2 separate regions of the Arachis hypogaea genome follow, and region 1 is linked to region 2. A link is a contact called in public Hi-C data. All regions are on one chromosome and are shown on one strand. The core of a region is the stretch at or near the end of the contact, and the rest is flanking DNA. Distances in the headings are between cores, read along the strand shown. Region 1 holds the start of LOC112728027 (histone-lysine N-methyltransferase, H3 lysine-9 specific SUVH5). Region 2 has its middle 7.6 kb from the start of LOC112728026.

Region 1 (4,197 bases), core at 1,452-3,951, 65 kb before region 2:
ATGATTTCTAGCATTATCGTAGCGATTGGTTACAACAATGCTTGTGGCTAAAGAGTTCTTGCCCTTACCCACGTAATCGATTCCATTGACAAACTGGCGATGGAGGCCGACGACATTGAGTTCATTCCTATACTGAAATCGGTCTCCAACTTCAATCCCAGGGACATGTCCCACCCGTTTTTGGCAGTTCACCCATTGATGCTTCCTCTGCATCAACATTGCAGCATCACTCAAAGCTTTAAATTTTGCTTTCACATTATCATAGTGATCTGTTTTGTACTCGCTAAAGAGTTTTGAAAACAAGTTCCGAAATATCATCAATGCTTGCTTCACTTTGCTGCGTCGGAACGAGAATTCCTCTGTTTTCATGATGGATGAAGGATTATGATACCCTTCTTGCTTTATTCCAAATGATTTTGAATCCTCCATTCCTACACAAAAATAGAACATATTATCACCACCACACATGAAAAGTGCAGCTTTACATAGAAAAACAAGAATGGTTCAAGATAATGCATAAATCATTGAATATGATAAAGGATTTAAGATGTAACCACCCTTGCACCTTCTGAAAGTAGAGCATAGTGGAAAAGCTGAACAATTAGAACTGGTTCAAGTGAAAAATTTTATTCCATGGTGATTTTGTCCAGAAATTAATACAAAAGCATAATCAACAGAAAAGTGGGAATGTGAAAAAAGACAAAAACAACCAATCTTGGAACAGTGAATAATAGAGATTTCCATTTTCATTCAAAGAAACCCTCCCAGTCTTTCACTAATTAAGAAACAACCATCTGTGGAAACAACTAGACATTGAATTGAAAGAACAACGAAAACAGACACTTAGAAAATCAGGGCTTTGAGAAGAAAATGATGGTAAATAATGGGAAATGCTCACTAGAAAGCAAAACAAAAGAAAGTCTCAACTGTCATCAACTAGAAAAGAGAAAAGAGAGTGGTGAACGCAATTGAAACTACTGGATTGTTGTTTCATTTTGGTGTTATCAAATTAGCATTTCCAAGAACTAGTTACGCATGCAAGAACAAGAATCAAAATGGTAAAAGAACACACAAATAATTAGGATAAAAAGAAAAGAGAATGCAGACCTAAGTGATAGAGAGTGAGGTTCATAGAGGGAAAGGAATTGAATTTGAAAGGGAACAACCGATCAACCACATGCAAATGTGAACACTCTGGAAAGTACCAGACAACATTATAACTTATAGCATTGTAATTTGTAACCGTATGGGCATTTTATTTAAATTTAAATAAAGTAAAAAAAGAATTATTACAATTTGAACAGATGGGACACTAGTAAAAAACTACATGTATTCAATTCAGTTTCATATTTATAACGGATTTTGTTGATCATTAGTGTAATCATGAAAATATAACGAGTAGATTTCAAGAAGATCTAAAAAAATTGTTTTACTATTATTGTGCGCTCTTATTAAGACTAAGACCAGCTCGATTAATGAAAATTGAACTTGCCTCAAGATTTCGTTTATTAACAATCAAACCTATTTGTAAAGTTTAAAACTTGGCTAACCAAAAATTTAAGAACTATCTCAAATAACATAAACATAATTTATAATTCTATATAAATAAATTATATAACTTATATATAAACAAATATCAATTATATCAATTATATATATTATCTGTCTATTAATTATAAATTATATCTTCTATTATAATCATAATTATATATAAAAATTATGTGTGTAAAATATATATTATTATAAATAACATTATAAGGTTATAAATTTATGTATATAATCAAGCTAATAAAAGCTTACCAAATTTAAACTTGACTCATTTAAATTTATGAGTTCGCTCAAGTTTAGCTCACAAACTCATCAACTCAGCTAATAGAGCTATTAAAGAGATTAGAGAGTCGAGATAGAGCTAGCTTGATTAACTTTGAGTTAGGGCACAAGATAACTATTAAGAGTCTAATTGAGTTGATCTAGTGGTTCGAATCACGTCTTGTGTATGCAACAACTCATATGTAAGTAATAAACCCTCAAATAAAGTTCAATACTACGGCTGATTAGTAGTTGTCTTACCGGATTGAAGTTGAGAGATACCATAGAAACCCAAAAAAAAAAAAATCTAAACTCTAAACACAAGATAACTAAATCAGTAAACCCTAATAGTAAAAGAGAAAAGACGGCATTGAAAGGGAAGAAGACAAGTTTCATAAAAGCAGGATAATGATTAATATAAAACAAATGAAAAAAAAAGAGTTGAAAATGGAGACTAGACTGACGGGGAAAGAACATTCTTTTAATATATAAAAGATAATTTATTATTTTATTTTGTTCCATGGTTTGTGCACCGAAGAAAGAAGCATTACTCAATCAGCAGAAAAATAAAATAAAATAAAAAGACGGAAAAACTTAAAATGTGAGAGAACATTGATAGTAGAGATAAAATAAAAAAGATTCAAACTTACCGACGAAGATGAAAAGGACCGGGAAGTTCACTCTATTAACTGTTCAGTGCTCGCCACACCACACTGCACGTTTAGTTGAACTTTGAACTTTGGAATTTGAAGTTTGAACATTGAACAGAGTGTGTTAATTGCTACTACAGAATAACTTCTTGCTCAACTAGCTAAATCATTATTACAATGTGGTGGGACCCATTTTACCCAAAGAGTGAATTTGACCTAGCGAGAGAAAATGCCAAAATGGGATTATTTCTGTTTTTCTTTTCCCTAAAAAAACAAAACAAAAATATTAGACTCAATAGGGCGGAGATGCCCGAACCGACTCGAAGATTCAGTCAAAATTCAAATATTTTAGGGTCTAATTGTGTGTAATTTCATCCAATCTAAAATTAAATCTGATCTCAAAAATAGATCTAGTTATATTTTTTTATTAAAGATAGGAGATTCGAATCCGCAACCTCTTAATTGAATACAGAAAGACTATGTCATTTGAACTATAACTCATTGACTTCACTCATTATTTAGAATTGAATTCAGGTCAAGATGAATTCGACTTCACTCATTCTCTATGCATCTACAGAAACTAAAAATAGTATATATATTTTTTAAATTAATTTTAATATTATGTTATATTAATTATAACTTTATCGTTTTATTTTTAATCACACTTGTTGAATTAAAAAATATATCAAAAAAATATCACATTAAAATTTATAGATAAATTCAAGTTCAAATATCGATATCAACTTTTTGAGAACAAAATTTCTTTTTTATAAATAAGTGTGTCATAAATTTTTTTTATAAATAAATTTTTTTATAAACTATTGTTAAAGTTTTAAAGGTCCGATTTTTACTTTATTTAAACCCGATATAATTGTGGTCTATTTAGATTTTATTGGGTATAGGACCGAATTATAGTCTAAAAAATAGACTCGGTGTATATTAATCTAAATTAGGACAAATCTAATTTTCATCCGACCATATATCCAGTACACTGCTAAGACTCAACGGCATAATATTTCATAATATATTAATATTTAAGTTATACAAATATTTTATGCACTCAAAAATTAATTTATATATAATTTATTTTATTTTTAATACATAATTTATATTAATAATTAATTTTAATGATAATTTTAGTATATATTTAATATAATTGTAAAAAATAAAAAAATCATACTATTTGTCTAAACCAGTAAATTATATTTTAATGTTAGTTATTGGTTGGGTAAGAAAAAATATGAATCACGTAGGAGAACTGATTTTGAATAATTCTGAGTCCTAGACTTAAATATATTAAGACTATACGAAAATAAGGCAACCTCAGGAAATCTGAATAAGAAGACAGTTGTTTACTCTATTTTTGGAAGAAAAAGTATATCACAATCATATAAGATGGACAGTAATATTTTAGGTTGTTATAAAAATAAAATGGTAATGATATTATTTTTTTTTTCTTTAACTTTTCTCAATTTTTTTATTTTTTATTTATTTTTATGAGTGAAATTCAAGACTAAATTTTTACAGTAATTTCTCAGATTCACATACAGATTCACATACAGTTTTTACTAATTTAATCTCTTAAATTCTAATTATATTATAGAAAAGTTATTAGGCGTATTAGAAATATCGGTATTTCAGTTGTTTTAACCGTTGATCTAAATTATAAAAAATATATATAATATATATTAATTAAGATCAATGGTTAAAACAACTGGAACACTGGTATTTTCGACTA
Region 2 (4,075 bases), core at 1,099-3,598:
TAAGGCCCACATCGGTTGGAGAGGGGAACGAAGCATGCCTTATAAGGGTGTGGATACCTCTCCCTAACATGACGCGTTTTGACGAGTGAGTGTGGGGGGTTTAGGCTATCATCCCTATCGTTAAAGACAAAACTGTGAGGCCTTGTGTGCCAAAGCGGACAATATCATGCTAGCGGGTGATCTGGGCTGTTACACATGGTATCAGAACCAGAACCCGGATCATGTGCCAGCGAGGGCGCTAGGCTCCCTTAGGGGGGTGGATTGTAAGGCCCACATCGGTTGGAGAGGGGAACGAAGCATGCCTTATAAGGGTGTGGATACCTCTCCCTAACATGACGCGTTTTGACGAGTGAGTGTGTGGGACTTAGACTATCATCCCTATCGTTAAAGACAAAACCGTGAGGCCTTGTGTGCCAAAGCGGACAATATCATGCTAGCGGGTGATCTGGGCTGTTACACTTGAACCCCTCATCAGTCTCCCAATAATACTTAACGTTCATTATTATTGCAGTGAAAAATAAAAATGAATCTTTTCTATTTTTTCTATTGATATTGTTAATTGTTAAGTGTATTTTTTATTATATAATATATTCTTTTATATTTTTTCTATTTTATTTAAAATAGCATAATAAAAAATTACATTTTATCATATTTATTTAAAAAAATGAAAAATTTATTCCCCAAGTATAATTACTATTCTTACTAGTGATCTTTCTATGATAATTAACTTCCATATATTTTTAATTTTTATAAAAATTATTTAGGCTGGGTTGATTTTATTAATTATTCTCTTAAAAAAATAGTAATTTTTATTATCTTGGATTTTATAAATTTGGGAAAAAATCTGAAAACTAACTTTAATTAGCTACAATTCGTTTAACTTTATTGTAAAATAAATTTAAAGAATCAATTTCCCTTTAAAACAAGTTATAGAGAAAAAAATGATTGTATTACTATTATTATTCAAAAACATAAAATTTATCTCTATTATTAAAAAAAATAAAATTATTCTTTTATGAAATACTTGTATATATATAAGAATGAGAATGTTATACTAAAATTTAATCAATAAAAAAAATTAATTTTCAAATTTTAAGATATTATTTTGTTCTTATATATTTTTTAGTTAAGAATGAGATTAAAATTAACTCGTATGTACTAATAAATATATGTTTCAATAAATTAAAATTGTGTGATAAAATGAAAAAAAATGTGCTTTAAGATTTATGGAGCAATAAAAAAAAAGCTGGCCTCAACCCAAAATGCTTTCTTTTGTGCAATAAAAAAATACTCTAACACATTATAATTAATCATGATAAATATAATTATTTAAACTAAGCATTAAAATTCTAATGTGAAAGAGAGAAAAAAAATCTTTGCACTCCACTTTTAAGATTGTATTTTCCCTGCAAAATAACAAACTTTGTTTTCTTCTCTTTTAAAGACACTTGTCAACTATTTTTTGTGATAGCAAAAATTTGCATGTATAATTTTTTCTTTGTTTTTTACCATAAAATTCACTATATATTTATTATTTAACTTATTTTTAAAATATATAAATAATTAATTTAATGATTGATTTTATATATGTATGCATATAACATAATTGAATATGAAATAACAATTTGACCAAGGACGGTGCTTTCACGTATTTGGGGAATGAAGCAGGTCTTCCTATCTAGACTAGACTTTAGAAAGATATCATTAAAAGGGTAAAGAGTAAAAACATTAAATAACAATTGAATTCGATCCAGTTCCACTTAGACTTTAATTATTATCCAAGTATTCAATGAGTTTTCCTTGAACTTTCGTCAGTGCTAAAATAGTGCCATCGGCGTTTGAAAGTTTTATATTGATGATGCTGCCAACTTATCAAAAATGGAAAACTTGATCATTATTGAGACATTGAATTCGAATTTCACTATGATTTATATAGTAAAGTGAATTGATTGCTGAGATAAAAATAATAAGTTGCTAAATGTTCACATTATTGAGAAACTTTGATTGAATACAAGAAACCGCATCCTAGATCAATGACCAAATTGTTATGCGTATAACTCTAGATAATTTACAAAATTTTACAGAAGAATAATGTATATACTCAATAATTAATTGAAGACAACAAAATACAAAATATTAATGTAGAAAAAAGGAGAGAAGGAGAGGAGAATGAGAGGAAACAAAAATAGGAAAAGATTTTCAAAATTTTTTGTTGTAACTAAAAAAAAGAGAAGAGCGGATGATAAGAATAAGAGAAATTCATAATTTTTTTGGTCATACAACTCAGGCTAAAGACTAGAATCCAAATATAATTTTGAATGAGACACAAGTACAAACCTCAAACCACAAGAGAAATCCATATGAACTGCTAATTGGAAGACAAAAAAATGGGCCAGGAGAGACAAAGAGGAGAATAAGAGAAATTGTTTTTTCTAGAGCTCCACTTTTGCAATTCAAAAGAAAAAAAAGATAGTAAGGCATATAAATCTTTACTGGCCAAAAATATCCAATTTAATTAAGTAGAGTTTCAATCGAAACAGGTTGACAATTTAATTGGATAGAATTGCGGTTGTGGGCTTAGGCCCGGTACTCCAACCAAAAACAAGAATTGGGGTTGGAGTATTTGACTAATAATTCTATGCTTCTCACAGGTAAAGATTTGAATTTAAATTATTTTTTGGCAAAAATACTTGTTGCTGTTAGATTAATAATTTCATTGGTTAATATAATATATAAATAATATTTGATATTTGAATGATAAAAAAATTAAATCTTGAAGTTAATTAAAAATAAATTTAGAGTAAAATAATAAATAAAATTTTTTACAATTTATATTTTAAAATTTAGAAGATTAGTATTTAAAAAATAAAATTATTAATAAATTTTTTACAATAGTAACACATTATTTCTAAATTACTTTTATAACAAAGGTTAAAAATCTTAATTTAAATTAAATTATCTGTCTTTCATTGTAAAAAATATATTTTTTTTAAAAATTAATCTACTCGTAAATTTATTTGTTAGGTGGAATTAAAAGATTTAGAGTACGAATTGAATACATATAGTTCATATGTTAAGGAAGTGAATTTGCAAGTGTTATGAAGCACAAGGTTGAAGGCACTTTTAAGATTTATTATTTTATTTTATAACACAGATTAATTGTAGCACATGACAATCCTACTTGAAAGAATAAACCATACAATGCTAAAGAGAAATTAGTTAAAAGCTAATAGAAATTAAAGAAACTTATCAGAAATACTGTAGAATACAAACCTGACAACCTAACAAAGAGTATATGCTCATATTAAAAGTTCGCTGCTTACTGACGCCTGGACGCGTGTCATTCTCGAAGTTGCGTTGCGTGTCTTACTCATGTTTTGCCACGCGTGCACCGCACGTGTCCATGCATGGCCACGCTCACTGTTCCTTTCTAAGTAGTTGTCACGTTCTTGATTTTTCCTCCTTACTAGCTAATAATTTTAGCATTGATTATGCAATACAAATTTGTTGCCTATATAAAGCCTCATCAATGACCATGTTAGCATATTGAGCAAAGAGTCAAGTATAATCAACTAAATTATTGCATAGATATAAGTTATAAGCATGGCATCTAAGCAACAAAAACAAGAGCTTGATGAAAGGGCAAAACAGGGAGAGACTGTGGTCCCTGGTGGAACTGGTGGCAAGTCTCTTGAGGCTCAGGAGCATCTTGCTGAAGGTTATTATTATTATTATTATTATTATTATTATTATTATTATCTCAATAATAATATTACGTTAAATATATATAAATGAATATGCAACTATATGGCATAAAAATGTTGTTTCACTATCAGGAAGGAGCAAGGGAGGGCAAACAAGGAGGGAGCAGTTAGGAACAGAAGGATACCAAGAGATGGGTCGCAAGGGTGGATTTAGCACCATGGAAAAATCTGGAGGAGAGCGTGCTGAAGAGGAAGGCGTTGAGATTGATGAGTCCAAGTTTGTCACCAAGAACCTAAACAAGTAGTACCATAATCTTATTATAATCCTAATCATGTATGCTAGCTTCTAATGTATGTGTGCTTAGTTTATT

The links. A called contact is a pair of places that touch in the nucleus more often than the background predicts.
Region 1: a Hi-C map of leaf shows a contact between it and region 2, with 4 times the contacts expected there. The contact joins the promoter of LOC112728027 here to the enhancer-like site in region 2. A contact is called at or near these places in 2 of 8 Hi-C or Micro-C datasets (both in leaf).

What each region holds. Positions count from the first base shown.
Region 1 is chr12:104,993,120-104,997,316 of arahy.Tifrunner.gnm2.J5K5, reverse strand. It overlaps LOC112728027 (histone-lysine N-methyltransferase, H3 lysine-9 specific SUVH5), which reads right to left and starts at 2,701. Exons shown (of 3, transcript XM_025778003.3): 1 at 2,460-2,701; 2 at 1-431. The coding sequence starts at 429.
Region 2 is chr12:104,928,299-104,932,373 of arahy.Tifrunner.gnm2.J5K5, reverse strand. It overlaps the pseudogene LOC112730427. Among protein-coding and RNA genes, the nearest start is that of LOC112728026, 7.6 kb to the right of the region's middle. Within about 2 kb of position 2,348, at least 3 of the 3 cell types and tissues checked have open chromatin away from gene starts, as enhancers often do.